Regions from separate parts of the Rattus norvegicus genome. Here region 2 is linked to region 1. The links are chromatin contacts, called in public Hi-C maps. All regions are on one chromosome and are shown on one strand. The core of a region is the stretch at or near the end of the contact, and the rest is flanking DNA. Distances in the headings are between cores, read along the strand shown.

Region 1 (5,964 bases), core at 126-2,625:
ACTGTATGTGGTGATGAGGATCTGGACTCAGGGCCTCCGGCATAGGCAGCAAGCATTTTACCCCTCAGCCACCTTCCTGCCTCTGACACATTGTCTTGAGAAGTAAGAATCTGTCCAGTGCCTTGGCAGGGAATAGGGAGGCAAAGTTTAGAACAGAGGCAGAAGGAACACCCATTCAGAGCCTACCCCACATGTGACCCATACATATACAGCCACCAAACTAGATAAGATGGATGAAGCAAAGAAGTGCAGGCCGACAGGAACCGGATGTAGATCTCTCCTGAGAGACACAGCCAGAATACAGCAAATACAGAGGCGAATGCCAGCAGCAAACCACTGAACCGAGAACGGGATCCCCGTTGACGGAATCAGAGAAAGGACTGAAAGAGCTTGAAGGGGCTCGAGACCCCATATGAACAACAATGCCAAGCAACCAGAGTTTCCAGGGACTAAGCCACTACCCAAAGACTATACATGGACTGACCCTGGGCTCCAACCTCATAGGCAGCAATGAATAGCTTAGTAAGAGCACCAGTGGAAGGGGAAGCCCTTGGTCCTGCTAAGACTGAACCCCCAGTGAACGTGATTGTTGGGGGGAGGGCGGTAATGGGGGGAGGATGGGGAGGGGAACACCCATATAGAAGGGAGGGGGAGGGGCTAGGGGGATGTTGGCCTGGAAACCGGGAAGGGGAATAACAATCAAAATGTAAATAAGAAATACTCAAGTTAATAAAGAAAAAAAAAAGAATCTGTCCAGTGAAGGTACAGGTCAGTATTTCACAAATGGCTCGCAGTAGGTGGCGTGTGTCTTGACCAGCAGTGAGGAGGGTTTGTGGATGGATACATCTGGGAAAGGTTGTCTGGTTGCCGGGTGGTTAGGTGAGGACATCTCATCTGCGTGGGTAGATACTGCTGATCAGCGGAGGCTTACATTCCTCTGACTTTGTCATTTTCTTACTGCGTGGATACAATTCAGGTGTGTTACCTCGTAGCAATAGGCTTCACTTAAGGAAAATTTTCTCCTCATTATCTTATAACATGGTCTCTGACGATTGTTTTACCCCATGCCTTTCTGAATGGATTCGCTTTGCTTTAGCCAGAGTGTTCTGGAAATGGGCGGAGATGGGGGAGGATGTGTATTTAGGAGTGGCCAAAGCAGGCTCTGTGGAACTCCTCCAAGTGGACTGACTTGAGTGTGCATGAAGCCGTGGGTCACATCTGTGTTCGAGGCGTTACATCAGTCTTCCAAAGCCAGCTGTTTACTCCAGAGCTTTACCCTAGCCCTTTCCCTCGCTCTGTCCTTGTAAACATTCCTGCCCTGACTCCTGCTCTCTGTCAGTCTTGCTTCTCTTAGAATAAATGAAATTGGCTCTTAATTGCATGGACTCCAGAAAGCCTTGGGCTCTGATTCACTGGGACTTCCTGATGTCGATCTGACTCAGCTGTGGGAGTACGCAAAAGAGCCGCACGCTTGTTTGATGGCTTTGATTGCATCTGGGTGGGAAATAGGAGGTCGTTCAGTTCTGGAGGGGGTGGAGAGCTGCTCCTCAGCCTTCAGGTCCCCAGGGTGCTGGGGAAGGGGATCATCAGGGTACAGGACTCATGGACTCCTGTTGATGTATTGTCAGATCTCCTGGTTCCGGTCGCACACTGCACGGCCAGTACTAGCAACCCGTGGTCCCAGTGCCACAAGGTAATTGTTCCGAGTGCTGGTTTGGCTGTGCCACTTTTGTGGTTGTGCAGTTTAAGAGTCAGTTCCTGTAGCTAATGAATACCAGCTAATGAATGCACAGATAATTGCCGAGTTTAATTATGAATCAGGTGCGGAAAGGTCACACCCAGCTTTTTTACTAGTTTATTGTCATTGCTATCAGAGCACTTCTGTGGACCTGAGCTAAGAGGAGCTTAGCTCTTCCTCCCCTGAGCCTTGTGTTTTGTTGTGAGCAGCTCCCAGCATGCAGAAGTGTGCCTTGGGAACACAGGTTGCTAGTACTGGCTGTGCAGTGTGTGACTTGGAACCAGGAGTTCTGACACCCTCGATGATTTCCCAGGCCCAGGTACCGGGCCAGCGATCCCAGGCAGGTGTGGTAGACGCAGCCTTCTCTACAGCCACCGAACCTTTTCTGTTCAGTTGTCCAACTGAATGTGATTCTGTTTCTTCTGTCCTCATTTTTACCCTGAGTTCCTTTTTTCTCCCCTGCCCCCAGCTTCAGTGGACGGTGCCAGAGAAAATATTGAAAATGGGTGCAAAAGGGTAAATCTAGATGTCCCTTGAGGACACGACCTTCTTAGCTGTTTGCTCTGGTCTTTTTCCAAGCAACCACATAAACTTTGGGGGACTCCAAGGAGCTCTAGGAGTGGGGATGGCAGAGGCTTGCCAGAAAAAGAGGACTCGAGACTATGGGCTGGGTAGGGATCTGGTGTTTCAATCCAGGCTTGATAGCCTGAAAAAAAAAAAAAAAGGAAAATACTTTATCATATTATACTGAGTATGCTCTTTTTGTGCATAAAGTTGGTAAGTCTCAGTATTTTTTCTCTCCCGGTGTGTGTGTGTGTGTGTGTGTGTTTGTGTGTGTGTATGTGTGTGTATGTATGTCTGTGTGTATGTGTGTGTGTGCGCGCTGTGTGTTTATGTGTGTGTGTATGTGTGCTGTGTATGTGTGTGTGTATGTGTGTGTGTGTTTGTGTGTGTGTGCTGTGTGTGTTTGTGTGTGTGTGCTGTGTGTGTATGTGTGTGTGTGCTGTGTGTGTATGTGTGTATGTGTGTGTATGTGTATGTGTATGTGTGTATATGTGTGTGTGTGTGTGTGTGTGCTCTGTGTGTGTGTGTATGTGTGTGTGTGTATGTGTGTGTGTGTGTGTGTGTGTGTGTGTGTGTGTGTGTGTGTGTGCGTGCTGTGTGTGCAGTCTGATTCATTGCTTCTTTGCGTCCCCAGGCAGAGGTTTGGAAGGAATGGGTTATATGAAGGGGCTGAAGCAGAGTCTTTGAAGTAGGATTGCCCTACCCTCTTGTGATCAAAAAGGGGAGTGTCCTCTGCATGCAAAGTTGTCACTTTCATAATCTTTAGGGAATTCTCCTGTCTTACCTCTCCAGGGTGTTTGTCACGTCATCCTTTGACTGTATCTTTGGCTCAGTACAAAGCACGCACAGTTCTCCCAACAAGGACTACAACCTTGGTTTTTTTGTTTTTGTTCCCTCTCAGCTTTCTATCCAAGTGTCCACTTGCTTTGTGTAGGCTTAGCTCAACTGGGAGTTTAATAAAGCAGATGTTAGGAGGAATTCTGCTGGGGGTGGGGGGATGAATTCAACCTGCAGTGCAATTTTATTAAGCATTCATTTCCTATCTATCTATCTATCTATCTATCTATCTATCTATCTATCTATCTATCTATCTGTGTATGGGGGCCTCACACATGTGGATGCCATGGAACACGTGTGGAAGCCAGAGGACAATCTCTAGGATCGGTTCTCTCTTTCCGTCATATGGGTACCGTGGGTTAAACTCAGGTTGGCAGCAACCGTTTTTACACACTGGAGACATCTCACTAGCCCCAAAGCATTAATTTCTTAAAATTTAATTATTTTTTATTTACTGATTTTGTGATTTGATAATTTCATACACATGTACATATACATAATATATTGTTTACTTTCCCCTCCGTCCCTCCTTCCTCTTCTCAATTCATTACTTTATGGGTTTTTTTTGTGTGTGTGATTTATAGTTTAATCAGGGCCATTGTGTAACCGTTGGATTGGCGTTCTCTCTTGAGACCTAGTGGGATCATCGATGTTTATGTAGTGGAAGGCAGTGAATCTGCCTGAATCTAATGCCACCAGAGTGAGCACTGAGTGCTAGCTTCCTCCGTATCTCCTCATCCATATCTGAGTGTTGCTGAGCCTAATCTTGTGTACGCCCTGTGCGGTATCCAAAACTGGCTGAGTTTGTGATTGGGGTAAGTGTCTTTTGCCCTAAAGATGTCATTGTATAGCCTGTCTCGTTTCTTTTTCCAGCTCTTAATTTCTTCTGTCCCCCTCTCAGTGTTCCCTGAGCCTGTGCGAGATGGTATAAATGACTCCGGGCTGCTACTTTACAGTTTTGAGAGCAGAGACTGAACCCATCCATAGTCGTATGTGATGTGAAGGACCTGATCTCAGTGCTTTCCTGCTCCGCTGCCAGCCGCACCCACGGGAAAGGTTCCCCTGACTTGAGGACTTCCTTGGATTAAAGTAGAAACAGCATCACCACCTTCTGAACCCTGCCAGAAGCTTGGGATCCAGGATTCCCTGGGACAGAGACAAAGTCCTGAGGTTGGAGGCCAAGGCACCGAGCACAGACAGTTAGCACCTGACCGGTCTCAGAGGTGGTGAGGGAAGACTGTGGATGACACCCGGGGATGCCCAGAATGCCTTTCCCATCTGATAGGCAATGCAGGGAATTTGAGAACTGTGCCCTCCTCTCCCCTGGCAGATCCCTGGGTGGTGTTGAAACACAGTCCTTCACCCCACTGACTCTGCCTGCTTCTCTGCCCTAGTTTCTAAAGGGCAATTCTTGTTCTTCTGTTTCTGCTGCTTCCTACTTCTTTTGAGTCCTCTGGCTGCACACAGAGCTGTATAAAACCACTAGGAAGCAAAGGAGCCTCTGCTCGTTTATCCGTCCTTTCCCGTCAGTCCGAGACACTCTCATTGTCTTTCCGTCATTTGTCTGTCTCTGCCTTTGTGTGAACTTCTCTCCTGTCACACGGTAAAAAAATCTGGTCACTAAGAGAGCACTGGGTTCCTGGAGTTAGAGCTGTGGGGAGTTGTGGATTCCCTGATATGGGTGCTGGGAACTGGACTCAGGTCTTTGGCGTGAACAGAAGTACTCTGCCCTGCTGAGCCGCGTCGCCAGCCCCGTAAGCTATTCACTTTAACAGTTTAACCTGTGGTCTGGTTTTTACTTCTTACCTGCTCAACGTGATCTTTGGGCTGTATGGACACTAGTAGGTGTGCACACTGAGACGTGTCAGAGTGACTCCCCCACCTCCAAGTGCAGGCGGCTGTTCACTCGCTGCCTTTCAGTCAGTCGTGGAAGCTGACGCTATGCTTATGGCCTGGTAGTGAACACTCACCGTCTCACTCTGTTTTCTGTTGCTAAGCAGAATACCTGAGATTTGGTGGTAATCAAAAGGCTTTTGTTCTGGCTCGTGGTTGGGAAAGTAGGAAGTTCAAGGCACTGATGGGGGCCTTGTGCTGCTTCAGTTCATGGCAGACAGAAGAATGGCAAGTGGGCTCCCTCTCTGAGGCAACCAGTTATAGTGGCTTGAACAGAGTGGCCTCCACAGTCTGGGGTATGCACACACTTGGCTCCCTTTTGGAGGTGCTGTTTGGGGAGGTTTAGGTGATCCAGCCTTGCTGGAGGGAGTGTATCACAGGGGGAAAGGGTGTGCTTTGAAAGTGTAAACACAGGCTGGGAGCTTTGAGAGCGTATGTCACTGTGGGCGGCTTTGAACGTGTATAGCACTGTGTGGGGGCATTTCGAGAGTGTATAGCATTGTCTGGGGCTTTGAGAGTGTATATAGTACTGGGGTGGGGGGAAGCTTTGAGAGTGTATATAGTACTGGGGTGGGAGGAAGCTTTGAGAGTGTATATAGTACTAGGGTGGAGGGAAGCTTTGAGAGTGTATAGCATGGGGATGGGAGGAGCTTTGAGAGTGTATAGCATGGGGGCAGGGGAGCTTTGAGAGTGTATAGCATGGGGGTGAGAGAGCTTTGAGAGTGTGTAGCACTGGGGCACACGTTGAGAGTGTGCAGCTATATCCGTACCTTACTTCATTTGCTCTCTGTCTGCTTTGAACTTGCAGTTGAGGATGTGATCTTTCAGCTTTCTGATTCCCCCAAATACCTCCCCACCATGGTGAACCCTCATCTCTCCGGAACCATAAGCCCAAATAAGCCTTTCCTTCTGTTATGGCATTTTTGTCACAG
Region 2 (5,823 bases), core at 1,645-4,144, 110 kb before region 1:
TGATGTTGGAAGCTAAGGAAGAGTCCAGCCCAGCTGGTACTTGGATGGAAGAAATAACTCCTCATAATAAGAGGCCCTGCTTCATGCCCCCTCCCTTCTTTCTTGAGACAGGGTTTCTCTTTATAGCACTGGCTGTCCTGGAACTCACTCTGTAGACCAGGCTGGCCTTGAACTCAGAGATCTGCCTCTGCCTCTCAGAGTACTGGGATTAAAGATGTGTCCCACCACTGCCTGACTGATATATATATATATATATGTGTGTGTGTATGTATGTGTGTGTATAGATATACATACATGTGTATAGATATGCATATATATACACGTGTATAGATATACATATATATATATACATGTGTATAGATATAGACTTATTTATTTATATGAGTACACTGTAGCTATCTTCAGACACACCAGAAGAAGGCACAGATCCCATTACAGGTGGTCGTGAGCCACTGTGTAGTTCCTGGGAATTGAACTCACAACCTGGAAAAGCAGTCAGTGTTCTTAACCCCTGAGTCATCTCTCCAGCCCTCTACATATATTTTAAATCCCATGATACATTGTTAATTCTTGTCCTTCAAATGATCCTTTTTTTTTTAAAGTCAATGTGGATAGAAAGAAGAAAAAGTTTGTATAGTCACAAAATTATCATTTCCAGTTCTGGTTTTTCGGTCTTTAATAGTTATGTACAGATATGTAAGGAATTTTGGTCACTTCTAACCCCCGTTGTTCTCTCTCATCCCCACCTGTTCTTTGGAACTAGTTTACTCCAACTTTGATGTCTTCTGATGTGCGAGAGACCTGCTGAGTTTAATTGTGGTTGCTTAATGAGTATAGATTGGGTGGTTTTTGCTTTTTGTTTTTTAATGCATGAGCAATGTACCAGGGGGTACAGCACAGAAGAAAATTACTGTCAGTAACCATTGGTGTCACATAGCTGCCCAGGAAGCACCCCATGAGCACCTCTTCCACTCTTGAGAAAGCATTGCTAGTCCCAGTCTTGTGCAAGTCTGTGCAGGGCAATCACAGGTCCAGTGAGTCCTCGGTTTAACAGTCGCCTCAGGTCCAGAAGATACTGTTTCAGCCGCCCTCTTTCACACCCTCTGACTCTGCTTTTGAAAGGACTTAGCTCTTCTTCTGATGTCCTTTTTCTTCTACCTGAAGGACTTCTTTTGAGTGGTTGATTTATTTACTTGTTTTCATTAGCGCAGTACAAGTCTGCTCTGATAAGTTCTTCTCATTTTACATGTGTGGCTTTCGCTGTCATTCTTTCTTTTCTTTTTTTTTTTTTTTTTTTTACTTTTTTTTTCAGAGCTGGGGATCGAACCCAGGGCCTTGCGCTTGCTAGGCAAGTGCTCTACCACTGAGCTAAATCCCCAACCCCTAGCTGTCATTCTTGAGAGGATGTTTGCAGCTAGTTTGCTTTTGTGTTATTCCGCTGCCTTCTGCCTTGCTCTGTTCTGAGAGAAGTTCTCATCCCTCGTCATCATCGATCTGGGTGCCATGCATTGTTTTTCTCTAACTGTAGTATATATATTTTAGATTTAATTTTACTTTTAATCCTGTATATGTGTATATGTGGGGAGGGGGTACATGTAAGTGGAGGTGCCCTTAGAGGCTGGAAAAGAGCATCCCTTGGGGCTAAAGTTGCAGGTGGTTGTGAGCCATTCAATGTGGGTACTGGGAACTGAACGTGGGTCCTTTAAAAGAGCAGCAAGCGTCCTTAACCCTTGTGCTATTTCTCCAGCCCTGTCAGTGTCACTTCCAGGATGGTTTCTATTGGTTGATATCTCGGTATGGGTTATTATTTTCTTGCTCCTTTGCAGATTCAGGATTTTTTTTGTTTTGTTTTGTTTTCTGGATGCTGATTGAGTTGAACCTTGTTGCTGCTGGCTATTTCTATAGTCTTATAAATATTTTGTAGCTCTCTGCCCCACCTCCAAGCCACACTGGGATGCAGCTCGGCTACTTAAAAATAGTTTGATATTTCTGGGGCTGGAGAGATGGCTCAGTGGTTAAGAGCACCGACTGCTCTTCCTGAGGTCCTGAGTTCAAATCCCAGCAACCACATGGTGGCTCACAACCATCTGTAATGGGATCTGATGCCCTCTTCTGGTGTGTCTGAAGACAGCTACAGTGTACTCATCTATAATAAATAAATAAAATATTAAAAAAAATAGTTTGATATTTCCAAACAACGTCTTAAAATTAAGACTTGGTCCTGGAAGCCTTTCTTCTTTGGCTAATGCCACTTCCCTGCCAATGCTACACTCTTTACCCAGTGAAAGATTTTGTTGGGGGTGGTGGTCAACAGATTCCCTACTCCTGGTACTGAATGCTGGGTTCCTTCCCTGGCTCCTTCTGAAGGGCTCCACCTTGTCCCTGTCCTTCCATGCACGGATCTGTGCTGGCTTGGATGAAATCCAAGCAAGACTGTAAAAATCCCCTTCATTTCTCCTCTCCCACGACTCATGTGACCATCTGCCTAGCCTCCTTGAAGTCCTCACTTCATCTCTCCCACTTCCAGAGACTTCCAGGCTGGGAATAAGTTTATTCTGTTCTGTAGTCTAGAAGCTCTCTACAGTGATCATGATACCTACAGTCTGGGGGTCTTGATTGCGTTCGTTTCCCTGCAATTAAAGAACTAAAAGGCACACAGGTAGCAGCAGAGAGAACTCACCCACCACAGGCACACAGCAGCAGATATAGAGAAAAAGATTCTACAAAGCTGAAGGAAGACACAGGAAGTGAAAAATTCCAGTCTCTTCTTGAGGGCTGGAGATTTTTTTTTTTTTAAGTCTCTGAAGAGTTTTCCTCCAATAAGTTAGAAGATGGCTGATTGGCCCACAACTATTGAGTAACTTGATCCTGCTTTGAACTTGTTGGCCCAGTCCATCAGCCAGGCCCTTCAAGCAGGAGAAAGGGCCCACAAGGCCTTTGTTTTAAGCTGCCAGACTGTTCTCACAAGTCAGTGAGGGTGAGGAAGAAGCCAGCCCAAGTTCACCACCTAGTCTTGGCGCCTCTCCTATCTGTCCATTTAACTCCCCGTCTCATAGTACTATGGTTTGTCCATAGGTCCCTTCTTGGACTTGCGTGCTCTCAGAGGTGGCTACTCATTTTTAGTCCCGTGGCATTTGACATTGAATATTTCAAAACAATTGTCCCTTCCCTGTCCTGTGTGTGTGTGCGTGTGTGTGTGTGTGTGTGTGTGTGTGTGTGTTGTCTAGCTTCTTAGTCATTTCTGTTCCTATTGCTTCAATGTGTCCAAAACCAACCTAATTCCTCTTCTACTGATACCCTTTACAGGAATACACAAAACAGTTTTTGTAGTTTAGATAGCTTTATTTATTTATTTTTATGTGTACATGTATGTGTATTTTACCTATAGGTCTGTTTATCACGTATGTGCTTGGTGCCTGTAGAGACCAGAAGTGGGTGTCAGATTTCCTGGAGCTAGAGTTACAGAGAGTTATGAGCCACTATGTGGGTGCTGGCTACTGAACCTGGGTCTTCTGGAAGAGCAGCCAGTGCTCTCAACCTTCCTTCTAGCCCCTTAGTTTGGACAGCTCTTAGAAGCATGTTTTCTTTATTCCTCTGGCTGTTTTCACCTTAGGGTGTAACGTGGTCATTGCTTCCCGGAAACTGGACAGATTAACCGCTGCTGTGGATGAACTGAGAGCCTCTCAGCCTCCCTCCAGCAGCACTCAAGTCACCGCCATACAGTGCAATATCAGGAAAGAAGAAGAGGTAAGACAAACATGGCTGCGCAGTGTGCTTACCCAGTGTCCTTTGCTGAAGCGGTGCCTGACCCCTGCTCACTAGAAGGCAGAGCCTGTAAGGACTGATGCCTGTGCTCCCAACTTACTGAGCTGGTGACCTCAGAAGGAGGGAAGCTAAGCAAAAATGTCCTCTCAGCTAGAGACCCTTTAAGGCTATGGTTTTCAACCTTGTAATCCTGTGACCCCTTCATACAGTTCCTCATGCTATGGTGACCCCCGACTATAAAGTTATTTACACTGGTACTCCACAGCTGTAATGTTGCTACAGTTATCAATCAGAATGTTGACATCTGGAATGCAGGATATCTGATATGAGATCCTGTAAAAGGGTTATTGGATGCCCTCCTCCGAAAGAGGTTGTGACCCCAGTTTGATAAACACTGCTGTAAGGCGTTTCTTAATGTTCATTTTGACCTGGTTTCATCTTTTTTTTTTTTTTTAAAGGTCGGCACTTAGAAATTAATGCCACTGAGGTTTGCTGTGCTTGGGGTTATCCGTACTCACCAGTGTGTCTTGCCATCAAAGTTAGAATCTTGGCTTATGAGTATAGTGAAAAGCTCTCAGGGAGAACTTTCCCTCGGGATGGAGACCCTCCAACTCCAAAGACCAGACCGAGACACCACAGGATGCAATCAGCAAGAGGATTTGGTTTATTGTCGGGATACACAGGCACAGGCACCTGCGGGCGCTTCAGTCACTCGGGGGACTGGCGTGCCCCACGGAACCAAGGATGGGCTTTTTATAGGATTTTGGGGAGCAGAAGCAAGCATACAGAAGCAGATGCATGGTTACAGGGATATACTTGGTGGATTCTAATGTGGCAAGGGTTCAGCCCAGGGGCAAGTTTCCTAGCTACCTTCTTGAAACATAACCACTGACTCGGCCCCCCAAGGGTTCAGCCCGGGGGCAAGTTTCCTAGTTACCTTCTTGGAACATAACGGCTGACTCGCCCCCCCCCCCCAGGGTGTGGGACCTCTCCCGGGGCTTTTCTCATTGTCAGGTGCTCAACCGCAGTCGTCCTGTTGCCAGGCCTTCAACCAAACATATCTTGCTTGGCAGCTGCTGTGTACTCAGTGTTCTAACCTTTCCCTGAACCAGTCATCTTAAGTACAGCCTTGCAAAATGGCGTTACTGCTGCTAAGCTGGGGTCTTTCATTAGCACAGTGGGAAGTTCGCACTGTGGGGTGTGGGGGTTTAGTCATTGGTGGCTTTATGTGTTTGGGTTGTAGTATTTAGAATTAGTATGCATTATATAGGAGTCTATAAACTGCATTGTATTTCTAAAACCGGGCCATGCCGCAGGATAGCGATTAAACTTTCTCTCTCAATGTTTCTTTAGGTGAATAATTTGGTCAAATCTACCTTAGCTAAATATGGGAAGATCAACTTCTTGGTGAACAACGCAGGGGGCCAGTTCATGGCTCCTGCTGAAGACATCACTGCGAAGGGATGGCAAGCTGTGATTGAAACCAACCTGACTGGCACCTTCTACATGTGCAAAGCAGGCGAGTGTCTCGAGAGCCACGAAACCCAGACGTGTCCTTAGTGGGAATCCCAGGGAAGGCTGGAGGAGATGCTAGGGACTCAGAAGCCCACACCAATAGCGTTCATTTGATATCTCCTCTCTCTCTCTCTCTCTCTCTCTCTCTCTCTCTCTCTCTCTCTCTCTCTCCCTCTCGTTTTTTGAGATGTGGTTTCCTGTGTAGCCCTGTCTCTACTGGAATGCCATCTGTAGACCAGGCTGACCTTGAAATCAGAGGTCCACCTGCTCTATCTCCCAAGAGCTAGGATCGAAGGCCTGAGCCACCACCGCGCAGCTAGCTTGTGCCTCTTTAGAAATTTATCTTTTTATTTCAGTAATATGCTCGTATGCCTGAGTATATATATGTGCACCATGGCATGCAGTCTCTTAATGAGGGGAGGATAGGCATCAGATCACTGCAGCTGCACTTTTGGATGGATGTGAGGCACCGTGTGGGTGCTGGGAACAGAGCCTGGATCCTCTGTGAGAGCTGTTGGTGCTTAACCACTGAGCCACCTCCCC

The links. Hi-C and Micro-C count contacts between places; a contact is called where the count stands out from the background.
Region 2: a contact with region 1 is called in a Hi-C map of liver, with 2.2 times the contacts expected there. The contact joins two enhancer-like sites. A contact is called at or near these places in 2 of 12 Hi-C or Micro-C datasets (both in liver).

What each region holds. Positions count from the first base shown.
Region 1 is chr9:81,253,957-81,259,920 of GRCr8, reverse strand. The region is part of intron 2 of Mreg (melanoregulin); the gene reads left to right. Among named protein-coding and RNA genes, the nearest start is that of Mreg, 34 kb to the left of the region's middle. Within about 2 kb of position 1,375, at least 6 of the 93 cell types and tissues checked have an H3K27ac peak or open chromatin away from gene starts, as enhancers often do. A contact at or near this core is called in liver, where this site is marked.
Region 2 is chr9:81,365,637-81,371,459 of GRCr8, reverse strand. It overlaps Pecr (peroxisomal trans-2-enoyl-CoA reductase), which reads left to right. Exons shown (of 8, transcript NM_133299.2): 2 at 3,614-3,747; 3 at 5,119-5,284. Among named protein-coding and RNA genes, the nearest start is that of Pecr, 7.3 kb to the left of the region's middle. Within about 2 kb of position 2,894, at least 2 of the 93 cell types and tissues checked have an H3K27ac peak or open chromatin away from gene starts, as enhancers often do. A contact at or near this core is called in liver, where this site is marked.